2 separate regions of the Macaca mulatta genome follow, and region 2 is linked to region 1. The links are chromatin contacts, called in public Hi-C maps. All regions are on one chromosome and are shown on one strand. Each heading gives the region's core, a stretch centred on a gene start, on an enhancer-like site or on the middle of the called end of the contact. The rest is flanking DNA. Distances are from core to core; before and after follow the strand shown. Region 1 holds the start of TGFB2 (transforming growth factor beta 2). Region 2 holds the start of LYPLAL1 (lysophospholipase like 1).

Region 1 (6,055 bases), core at 3,295-5,794:
TGAATTGAATGCTAAGTCACATTCCCCAAAACCATAGTGTCATTGGTATTCATTCTACATTCCACAATTTAACTTGGAAAATTACAGAGGAAATAGAAAAGGAGATTGCTTCATGTTAAATGTTTAACATTCATGTGAAACAACTACAAAGGAAATCTCATTGCGATTTTTCAGGCTGTATATTTTCATTGTACCTACTTCAAAATGGTAGAATAAATCGAGATGATTATTTACTTTCTTCCGTTGCCTAGCTTGGAGATTCCACTCTTTATTAACACAAACTGCTTATTTCCCTTGCAAGGAGAATCCATGATAATACCTCACTTCTTTTTTCTCTGTTCTAACATCACACTGCTGCTGACTGAAGCTAGTAATGGATAGCTCAACACCATCATTTAAGCTAAATAAATGGGAAGTTTTGATGTCTCTAATTTAAGACCACAAAAAATAAAGTACATACCATATACAATGGTCTAATCCACACTCCATTTAATTAAGATAAGTGTCTGACTATCCTCCTATTCAGTATTCTCATTTGAATATCCTTTGATCATAAAGATATTTTATTTTTGTTATTATTTTCTAAATGGTACTGTTAACAGAATTCAGTAACCCCAAACAAATACCAGGGCTCCTCAACAGGGGCATTACTGACATGGTGGCCAGGATAATTCTTTGGTGTTGGGAGGGGGCATTGCCCTGTGCATTATAGGATGGTTAGAAACATCCCTGGCTGACCCACTAAATACCAGTAGCACCCCTCCACCTCCAGTCATGACAACCCAAAGTGTCTCCGGACATTGCCAAATGTTCCAGTGGGAGTAGAGGTGGGGGGATGGCGGCAGTACGAAATCACCAGGGTTAGAACCACAACATGTGCTGACTGGTTACAGTGAAAAGGGGAGAGAAAAGAAAGACAATGAAACTTTGTGTCTCTTCCTCTTTTTGATTGTCCAACTCTCTACAGATTTTTACATGTCAATTATTTGAATTCTTCCTGTGTATAACTGAATCACCGTTTCTAAGTTTCTAAAACCTTGTGCAGCATCTTTCGAATAGATGTGCCTCGAACTTCAAATGGATTGTTAAACTACTAGAGGTCCACTAATTCCCAGTGGGCAAACTATCGGTAAACCTTAGCATAACTCCACTTTGAGTCTTAAACTAACAGCACGTGAAAAGATCAATACGAATAAATTCAAAACTAATCAGACTCCTTCTTTAAATGTTGACACAGTATTATTTATAGCCCATAAATACATTCTTGACTAAAATTCATCCTAGGAGATTGGCACCTGGCCAGTTCTATTCATATTTACTGTATTTATATAGTACACTTGGCCAAGGATAATATTTAAGACAAAATATGCCTGAGGGCATATACAATATCTCTTATATTTTTACTTTTAAATCTCCACATTGCTAAAAATATGTAGTCTGAACTTTATAAAATGTCCCACAAAGGGCTATCAGCAATCTGTAATGATATATAGCTCATTGAGTATAATTAGAGCATATTTGTAATACTTGAGCTGAAGTCACTCCCTGAACGCTAATAAGTTGGTGGTAAAAAATGAACCAGTGATCTTTCCCATGCCTTCATCTCTGGGGCTTATGACCCTCGCCAGATTCACTGCAAGGAATGGCAGGCACACTCCCTCCCCACAGCCACTTCAGTGACAGCTGAGTTAAAAGTTAGGCAGAAAAGTCCTAAAGAGGGAAAGCTAGTATATAAGCCAATACTGTACTTTCAATTTGCTTTTTAAAAATACGTTTTTTTCTTTTTTCTTTTTTGGAAAGGTTTGCTATATTCCAGTATAACTAGAAAGTGCTGGAAAATCAGTTAACCTATTTTCTATAAAATTATCCAGTCCTTGCACAGTAGTATCGAACCTGCTATTAATATGGCTTTCTGCTCCTAAACTTCCACACAGAATACAGACTTTTTAAAGCCTGTTTTCTTTGTATGAAAACTGGCAGCATATTTTATTTATCCTGGATGTATCGGAGGTTTTCATTTATTTGGTGGCTGGGGTGAAATGGAGAGGAGAATCCACACATTGATGTTAAATGCCATACTCTGAAATCCTCCTAATAATCTAGAAATTTTTCCAGTTTGTTGATGATCATGACCCCGGGTTAGACCATCTCAGCTCCTCAGACTGAAGTGTGTTTGAGAGAACAAAGAACTAATGCCCTCTTGGGTTACCTGCTCTCTCCACACCTATTCAGTAATGAGATCAGAGCTCCTTTCTGTGTTATAAAAGCACTGGGAGTTTATTAGACCTCTTGCATATAAACATTGAAAGATGAGCTATTCAGGTTCTACATAACATACTCTCCGCTCTGCCCAAATACCAGTAGAACCAATGCATGTGCTAGAGAAAGCAAACTGACTCAACTCCTTGTTTGTCTCAATGGTTCTGGACTAATTAATGAACTTTCTTTACTAATATCTCCTTGGCTCCACCCCAGATAGAAAACTTTACTTCTCAAAGGGGATACCCAGGGGTGGAGTGTATTTATCACCACTGTTATGGATAGCGCCATAATTACAATAATAAAATCATCCTGCTTGCCAGAATTCTCTGCATCTGTTCTGCTATTGAACAAGAACAAGAGAAGCTGCAGCAAAATAAAGGTCACTAGGAAGACTGGGGTTAGATACATGGGCTGACTTCCGAGACCATCAAGTACAAGACATGGCAGGTCACATAGCTAGCACTTGCCAAATTAAAAATAAATATTAAAAAAGAAAAGCACCACCCTGCAATTAGAACCTTTAAGATAAAATTACCAAGATGGCTGTATTATCTATTTAGGCAAGACACAGAGACTTTGCAAAGGCAGCCAGCAAGTATATAGGGCATGGAAAGGGGAGGAGAGAAATGAGCAACCAATGAAAAGTTTATGACTTGCGATTTGGAATACACAAATGTTGAAGAGGTTCCCCCCACCCCCCACCGCCCCTACTTTGCTTTTTCTTCTTCCTGGTATTTAACCCTCTCAGGTATCAGTGAATGATGCTGCCTCTTTTCTTTTCTTTCTTCTCTCTCTCTCTCTCTTTTTCACTCTGAAATAATTCTACACTGTCTCTTCCTTTCCTCTACAATAAATCATTTCACTCCTATTGCTACCGTATGCCAGCTGGTTTTGAGGACACTGTTCTCAGAGAAGCCAGTTTGCAAAAAAAAAAAAAACGGCTATCATCTACTCTGAGTTTTAGGAATGCATTGAAGTAAGTGCAGGAAGCCTACGAAAAGGCAAGAGCAGGATAAGAGACCCGTAAGAAAAAAGATCTGCTACACTGGAGATCTGAAGAAGGCAGGTTTGAGTGTATTCTGAAAAATAACGTGAACTAAAACCTTTTAAAACAGTCAGAAACGGAGTTGTCCTTTCTACACTCCAGGTGAAGCGAAAAGGGAACGTGGTTATAGGATTTTGCCTTTGGGTAATGAAACACCTAGTGATAGCAAACGACACATCAAGGACTGAGGGTTTCCAGGTAGGTTTCTCGAGGGGTCTCCAAACCGAGTTTTGTCTCGGCGATGCTGACATTTTTAGGGGAGTTAGAGACAATAGAGAAGACTTGGGGAACCAGTTGATAGGTCAGCACGGAAAGGGGGCGCTTTCCGGAGAGGCTAGCTTTGAGACACTTTTTTTTTTTTAACCCTTCGTGCACCAGTTCGGCGCGGTCCACGCCAATCGGAGCAAAGAAAACAAACCTACCAAGATTCCCCAGTTTAACTCTGCCCCTGGGAGCACCTCAGTTTGACAGAGTGGGGCTGACTCCTAGCTGGTGGCGGACTAAAGAACTTCAGTGAAGAGAAAAAGAGAATAACGCCTTTTAAAGCGCTGAATTGTTAGGGGGAAGGGAAAGATGGAGAAAATAAAGTACAAAGTAAACATTTTAAAGCCTAGTGGCCTCAGGCATACAACTGGAAAGGAGGTGGATGGGGCGAAGGACAGGAGAACGGGAAAAAAGCGAACGGGAACCGCGAGAGGGAAGGGCGATTCCGGGAGCTGCTGCGTTTTTGAGAGCTCCGGGCAGCGCTAAACCTCGGGGGATGGAAGTCAAAATGAGTACTTACTTTCGGAGGGGAAGAAGGGCGGCATGTCTATTTTGTAAACCTCCTTGGCGTAGTACTCCTCGTCGCTCCTCTCGCGCTCGCAGGCGGCCGCTCTCCGGCTCGCCTTCTCCTGGAGCAAGTCCCTGGTGCTGTTGTAGATGGAAATCACCTCCGGGGGGACTTCCTCGGGCTCAGGATAGTCTTCTGGGGGACTGGTGAGCTTCAGCTTGCTCAGGATCTGCCCGCGGATCGCCTCGATCCTCTTGCGCATGAACTGGTCCATATCGAGTGTGCTGCAGGTAGACAGGCTGAGCGCGACCGTGACCAGATGCAGGATCAGAAAAGCGCTCAGCACACAGTAGTGCATTTTTTAAAAAGGTGGAAAAAAAAAGTTGTTTTTAAAAGTCAGAAGAAAAAAAAATCAACAATTCTCAAAGTATAGATCAAGGAGAGTTGGGTTTTTTTTGTTTGTTTGTTTGTTTTGTTTTGTTTTTGATGCGACACTTTTGCAAGCAATCTAATCAATGCCCAATAGAAAAACGTATCTTGCTTGAATTCCTTAAAAAAAAAAAAAAAAAAAAAAAAAAAAAAAAAAAAAAAGGCTAGTAGTTCCAAAAGTGGAAATACTAATACGGGACGGGCAGAGGGAACCCTGACTTTGGAGAGTAAGAAAAAAAAAAATTCTTGGAGCAACGAGATGGGGAAAAAAAAAAGAGACGAGTGGCTATTAAGTAGAAATAAATTTAAGAGGAGGAAATGGAGTTCAGTGTGTCAGTCTCGGGTGCGGAGTGGCGGATCTGAACTCTGCTCCTCCGGCCAAAAGGGAAGAGATGAAAAAAGGTCCCGGGGCTGGCAGCTGGCGAACTGACGGGAGGGGCGCCGGGAGCGCGGTGAGGGGGGCCGCAGAGGCTGACCTGGGCTGAAATTTATATATTTAAAGAAGGAGCGGTTCGGCCCTGCCTTCCACTGCGGCGCTGAGAGCAGGAGCAGCAGCAGCTCCGGAGCAGAGAAGCGCACACGTGTGTGCGTGTGTGTGTGTGTGTGCGCGCGTGTGCGCGCGCTGGGGGCGAGCCCGGCGCGCCGCGGGGAGGAGGGTGCGCTTCGCACGGCGCTCGGGACTCGGTCGGGTGCCGCAGGGGCCGCAGAGGCTGCAGAGGCGGCGCGGATCCTGCTCCGGGAGCTGCGCGCCGTGGCCTACACCCGGGCGGGCGCGCGCTGACCCGCTTGGTTACTCCACGTTGCTGCCGCCGCCGCTTGCAAACGCTTCCAGCCTCCAGCTCCCTCCTTCTCCTGCTCCTCCTTCTCTTGCTCCAAACGCCAACCCAGCCACAGACGATCGGCCGTCGCGGTTCCGTTCACCCCCTGCGGATCACAATGGCAGCCCTTGCGACACCCTGGCTGGGGAGTTTTATTCCTGAGGGGGTTGCGCAGGGGCTCCCTTGGACTTCCACCCTTTCCCAACCTCTCCTGCCTTCTCCCCAACGTGGAATTGCTCGCTTAGGGTAGGTAGGCACTTGCCACCCTAAAATAGACCCTCTCTGCCTCCTCCTGTCTGCAGCCGAGCAGCCCCCTCAGTTTGTTCCTGGATGACTCCCTAGACCGTTAGGCTGATATTCTCCATCCACCTCCCCTGCCTCTTTCACTTGCGCTCTCGCTCTGCTGTCTTTCTCTTTCTATCTCTATCTGTCTCTCTCTTGTCAGGAGCTTCTGGAGCTCCGCTCGGAGCGAACCTTCTGCTGCCAGCAGATAACATCACGATCTTGCCGGAGAGGAGAGATTTATAAGTTCTCTCTGAACCACGTGTCTGCCTTCAACAAAGTGACGTGCTAGGATTACAGTCAGAAGTCCTCTCGTTACTTAGACCACGAGCTCTCCCCTAACCGTTGAGGGGGTGTGGAAATGAGGACCGCTGTGGGGAAGGGAGGAAGGCGGTGGAATGTGCGCCCTGACAATAGTGATTTACGGTATTTACTTTCTAGTCATTT
Region 2 (5,792 bases), core at 2,522-5,021, 860 kb before region 1:
GTTATTAAGGGTCAATAGTGAAAGATTTCATGGATGACTAACAGGCTTTTGACCAGAGTAACTGGGTGAACAATAATACTAGACACCTGCCTAGGCAGGAAACATAAGCAACAGGCATACACAGGTTGAGTGTGAGGTGCCTCTTTGTAATGCATACAAGGTCTAATACCATGGGTTGATTGAGCAACTATGGACAGGTAGAGGGGAGGACAAAATCCAACCTAGGGTCCTTAAGGAGGATAAGCTAACAATGAGTTTCACATTATTAAAAAGTCCTTTCTTAAGGAGAAGGGAAAAATATAGGGAAGAGACCTTACATGGCCCACAAAAGCTAAAATGCTTACCTGACTTTTTACTGAAAGTTTGCCAACTATACTACCTGCCCTATACTACCTGGATGCCAGTACCCTCCTGGATATCCCTTCCTATTCTTCTCACTCCAGGTACACTAGCCTTACTGCTGTTCCTTGAACATGTCAAGGAACCTACTCTGGGACCTCCAACTTGGCTTTTCCTTTGTCTAAACAGTCTAACCCAATATCTACATTATTCTCATCACCTAAGTCTAGCTGTAAAGTTTCATCTTCTGTCATCTTTGCAGTGAGGCATATCCTGACTACTTTATTTAACATTGTAACACTGTTCCAACTCTTATCTAAGGAAGCATTCCCTTATCCTGCTTTCTTTGCTTCCATAAAACTGACTACCTTCTACTATAGTATTTATTTATTTCATTAGAACATAAGCTCCATGAGAGCAGTGATTTGTTTTGTTCATTGCTATATGATCAGAGCACAGAACAGTGCCTTACTCATGGAGGCTGTGATATATTTCTTGAATGAATGGATTCATGAATGAATGTATCAGACAGTTAGATAAACTTGTCTAGAGCTCAAAAATAGAATCTATGAATCTCCATAGAAATTCAAACATTCTGTTGTTACCTATACACCGGCGACACAAATGGGTATCTCTAGGAGACTTCTGTGATTAGCCTAGGGAGAAAAATGTAGAGTGAAAAGACCTTGAACCAAATTTAGAGAAACCCCATTATTAATGGCCAGGTAGAGGAGGATGAGTCTGCAAAAGAAACCAGAAGGAGCAAATCAAGATAGAAAAAGAACCAGGAGAGTTTTTTGAGAAGAAAGCTGAATGTGGATGACAGTTCACATAAGAGGAAGACCGAAAATGTCCATTACATTGAGCGACACAGAGCTTGAGCTTACTGGTGACTTTACCAAGAAGCTACTTAGTCAACTTGCTGAGCCTTACTACACAAGAAGAAAGCCATAAACAAGACACATGGTTTGGGCTTTGTGGACCTAATAGGTTAGTGTGGAATACAGACATTACGTTACATAATTACAAGTATGATGACTACTACTGAAAGAAGAACCAGTGTCCTATGGGAGCAAATAAGAGTGAATTAATCTGATCTGAGAGACTGAACAAAACTAATTAACCTATCATTTATTTTTATCATCTTAAAAGAAGGTCTGTCTTTAGTACTTTATTAATAGAAAAGGCTCAAATTAAGTTGGCTATATATAATTTACACTCCCATATGTTCTTCTATGGCTGCTATCTCCTGGAAGAAAATCTCAAGCTTTTAAGGTTTTTTATTTGAAAAAACAAAATATGTCTTTAATAACATTTTTTCAGCCTTGAAGAGTAAGAATGAAGCTGCAAAACAACATCTATGCATTCACAATGTCCACTTTTTAAAAAGCTAGTACCTTATTCCATAGTACAACTGTTAAAACTGGTTAACAGTATGGTAAAACTGAGTGTGATTAAACTGTTAGAATTGCTTTGCCCATATTCTAATTAAGCAGAAACCAAACATCTCCTATAACATAACCGCATATATTAAAGTTTAATGTAAAATCACTAGCTGCTAAAGACCTACTGGATGATAAAGACCTACTCCCAATAAGGTTTTATTTACTTCAATGGATATTTAAACATATAGGAATCACATTATACTCGCATACTTGGCAGAATTCTTTGCATAAATTCTTGGTTCAAAGTGCAAAGGAAAAAATACATACATACATGACTCTGAATTTTAGAGACATATCATTACAGGTTATAAAAATGTAATCTGAAATTTTAAAAAAAGGATAGTTACTTTTAGCAAAGAGGTCCAGGGGAAAAAAGAACATAGTCTAGGAGTTCTTCCTAAATATAATGAGAATTGATTATGAGAAAGGGTACAGTGTTGGGGAATTTCTGGGTACTTATAAATGAACACTCTTGGAGCCCTAAATAGTATCACCAGTCTCCTAGTTATTAAGTACCGCTGTCATCTTAAACACTTCACCTTCTAAATGTATGCCAAGTCTTTTCCTTTAAACACTATTGGCCCTCTTCTTCCCTATCTCCAAAACAATACATCCTAGTTCAAGCTTTTTCACCTTACCCCACCAAAGCCCTGAGTTTGAGGTCGGAGAGCTTTGGGTTCTAATCCCAAATCCGCCACTACTCACAGTAACAGCTAAGAGACCTTGGCCAAGCTGCTGAACCTGTCTGGCCTCATTTTCAAAATAAAGAGAATACGTCCCACAATTGCCCTTTTCCAGGTCTCTGCCCAGTACCTTTCCAATTCCCTTCCAATCACAGTCCCTTTTAAGCCTATCCGTCTCGGCTCAAAGACCACTTTCTTCGAAAAGTCTGACAAGCTTTTCATCTTCCAAATGCCTTAATAATGCCTAACCACATTTTTTTCTCTTACAATTCACTTGGCAGGAAACCACGCACCGTCTTGTGATCTTCCATGCACTGCTGACTCAAACTAATTGGATTGTTTTTGTTTTTAACTTTAGGTAGGCCCCCTGAGGACACCGGCTGCATCTCATTTCTTTAAAAAACATTTCCTGAGAGCTTACCCTGGGCCAAGCACTGGGGGTGCAAAGATTGACACAAGGGCCCTTACTCTCACAATCCAGTGAAGATTGACAAAAGTGATTACAGATGAATGTTAAGAAACGATACAGCATTAAGTACACGTTACTAAGGGTAAGCAGTGGAAGATAACCTGCCCCTGGGGCTCCTGCCCCTGTAGTCTATCTTGGAAGTTTAATGACACAGGCGGGAAAGGGGAAGGAAGGAGAGAGAAGCAGGAAAAAGGAAAGGGAGAGAAAACACTCCAACCATGGCACAGTGGGTTACAGAAAAGAGATACTCTGTAAACAGTATCTAAGATTAACTGTGAATCTCAATTGTCTAGTATGGGAGCCTGGAGAAAGCAATGGGCAATTACGACTGAAAAATTTCTAGTAGCTGATCATGAAAAACACTAAATAATTTCCCTCTAGCAGAAGACTTACCTTACTAACTCGCTCTGTTTAAACCTGGGGCGAGGAATGGGGAGGTGGTAAAGGTTGCACTGGAGAGAATGTTGTGTGGATGGAGAGCCGGCTGAGCGGCGGGACACAAGGCCCCAAAGCGAGGGTGGTGGGCCAGTGACCGCCCGATAGAAAGAGGAAGATTAAGGAGAGCTGCTGGGGGCAGGTGGCGCTGCCCGTGCATCCACAGTAGGGGCTGGCGACGGGGGAGCCACCCACTGGGCCCTATTTGGGCCCGGCGACACCTCCACTTGGGCAATACTGGGGTAACCGAGGGGAAGTTGTTTCCCGAGCTGTAGAAAACCAGGACGTAAAATTGAATCCACCTGAGCCATGTAGGAAGATCAGAGAGGCGCTATGCCTCCCAGTCGGCGACACGATACAGCGCTGCAGAACTGACCCCGACGCAGCCGCCATAGCTGATACCACTGCCAGTCATGCGGCTCCGCCCCAGCGTTGCAGCGCGGGACCGCGCACGCAAATACGCAGGCACGGGCGGGGGCACGCCCGAGAGTGCGCATGCGCACTGCGGCTGGCCAGCTCTCCGAGGAGCTTTCGATACTTTGGGGTCAAGTTTGAGGCAGTTGTAAGTGTACTAAGTTTAGTTTTGCTAATAATGGTATTCTACGTGTGTCAGCCTCGTATGGACTTCTGTAATGACTAATGGATATGTTTATGCCCTGAGCATTTGCTCTAGGACTTTTAAATGAAATCCCCAAACTCAAGATTACCTTATTTGGAGAAATTATTAGTGTTATTATGTTTAAAATGTAATAGATAGAGCGATATTTTACCTTTCACTTTGGGACTCGCACAGGATGTTTGCAGCTTTTGATACACACGGTAAGGGAAGTGTATAATAATAACTTCGTGTGTCTTATTTTTAATAAATAGTTTACAAAGCAAATCTGATGAGATTCTACCTTATATACCCATTAGAATGGCTCTGTTTTTTTGATTTAAAAAAACAGAAAATAAGTATTGGTGAAGATGTGTAGAAATTAGAAACCTTGTGCATAGCTGATGGGAATGTAAAATGATGTTGCAGCAATAGAAATAATTTGGTGGTTCCTCAACAAGTTAAACATTGACTTAACATATGATCCAGCAGTTGCACTCCTAGGTTTATGCCCAAAAGAGATGAAAGCAGGAACTCAAACAAATACTTGTACTTCAGTGTTCTATAGCAGCATTATTCACAAGTACCAAAAGGTGGAAACAACTCAAATGTTCATCTACAGATGGAGAGATAAAGAAAATGTGCTATGTACATATTGGAATGGAATATTATTCACCCTGTAAAAGGAATGCGATTCGGATACATGCCACAACATGGATGAACCTTGAAAACATTATACCAAGTGAAATAAGCCAGACACAAAAGGACAAATAATTGTATGATTCCACTTACATGAGATATCTACAATTGGCAAATGCATAGAGACAGAAAGTAGAGTAGAAATTACCAGGGGCTAAGGGAAGAAGGGGGTTGGGAGGTTGTTGTTTAATGAGTACAGAGTTTCTGCTTAGGTAGTGAAACATTTTTAGAAATGGACAGTGATGATGGTTGTACAACATTGTTAATAAGTGCCAGTGAACTGTACACTTAGTAAATTTTATATGTATTTTACCACAATTTAAAAAATACTAAAAAATGGAATTATTTCCTCTATGAAAGCCAAAACATAGATATCTTTTAATACTGAAGGCAGTGGTCCCAGCAGGTTGCTCTTTCCTCATGTAAAATTCAACAAAATAATCCAGTAGAAGCTTAAGTGCCATTAAACACTGGCATTCCATTCATTGTAGTCTGCATCATGTTTAAGCAACTACGACTTATCTTTTATTTGTTCCAGGTAATGTAATCACCCTACTTCCAGGTAACTAAACTGTTTACTATCAAACGTCAGTTGCCAAAATCAGCTCTAAGCTATCATAGTGTTGTATTAATACCAGTGCCATCAACCAGAATGGTCCTACATGCCATTAGTTAACCAGATCGAAAAGAAATTCTGAGTCATTTCTCCAAAGCCTGTAGATCTGCAGCTGAGAGTTGTATAAGTGAAATCCCTAAGGAGGACAAATGAGGGTAGGCTGAGCTCTGATAGTCAATTCTTAAAAAATGCCTCTGTCTTTTGACCTGCCTTCCCCATGTAAGTTCTAGATAACCTTCCCTAGCCAGGTGAGAAGAGGGCAGTGTTACTAGGAAAGACCACTTGGAGATATGCCAGGGAAGGCTTTGAGTTCTACTCTTAGAACTCCATTTACTACCAGAAAATCTTACTGTACACCACCCCATGCTTTTGAGACAGCAAAAAATCAGAATATAATTATTTAAGAGTAATGATTAATAATAATAATAAGCAACTAATATTCATGGGATTCAGTAGGTGCCAAAAACTGTCATAAATTAATTCCAATAAAACTCAGTACTATCACTATCTG

Evidence for each region. Hi-C and Micro-C count contacts between places; a contact is called where the count stands out from the background.
Region 2: a Hi-C map of liver shows a contact between it and region 1, with 5 times the contacts expected there. The contact joins the promoter of LYPLAL1 here to the promoter of TGFB2 in region 1. A contact is called at or near these places in 4 of 14 Hi-C or Micro-C datasets (fetal cortex germinal zone, fetal cortical plate, fibroblasts and 1 more).

Annotation. Positions count from the first base shown.
Region 1 is chr1:76,071,770-76,077,824 of T2T-MMU8v2.0, reverse strand. It overlaps TGFB2 (transforming growth factor beta 2), which reads right to left and starts at 4,544. Exons shown (of 7, transcript NM_001266518.1): 1 at 4,092-4,544. The coding sequence starts at 4,437.
Region 2 is chr1:76,933,793-76,939,584 of T2T-MMU8v2.0, reverse strand. It overlaps LYPLAL1 (lysophospholipase like 1), which reads right to left and starts at 3,771. Exons shown (of 5, transcript NM_001266865.1): 1 at 3,674-3,771. The coding sequence starts at 3,764.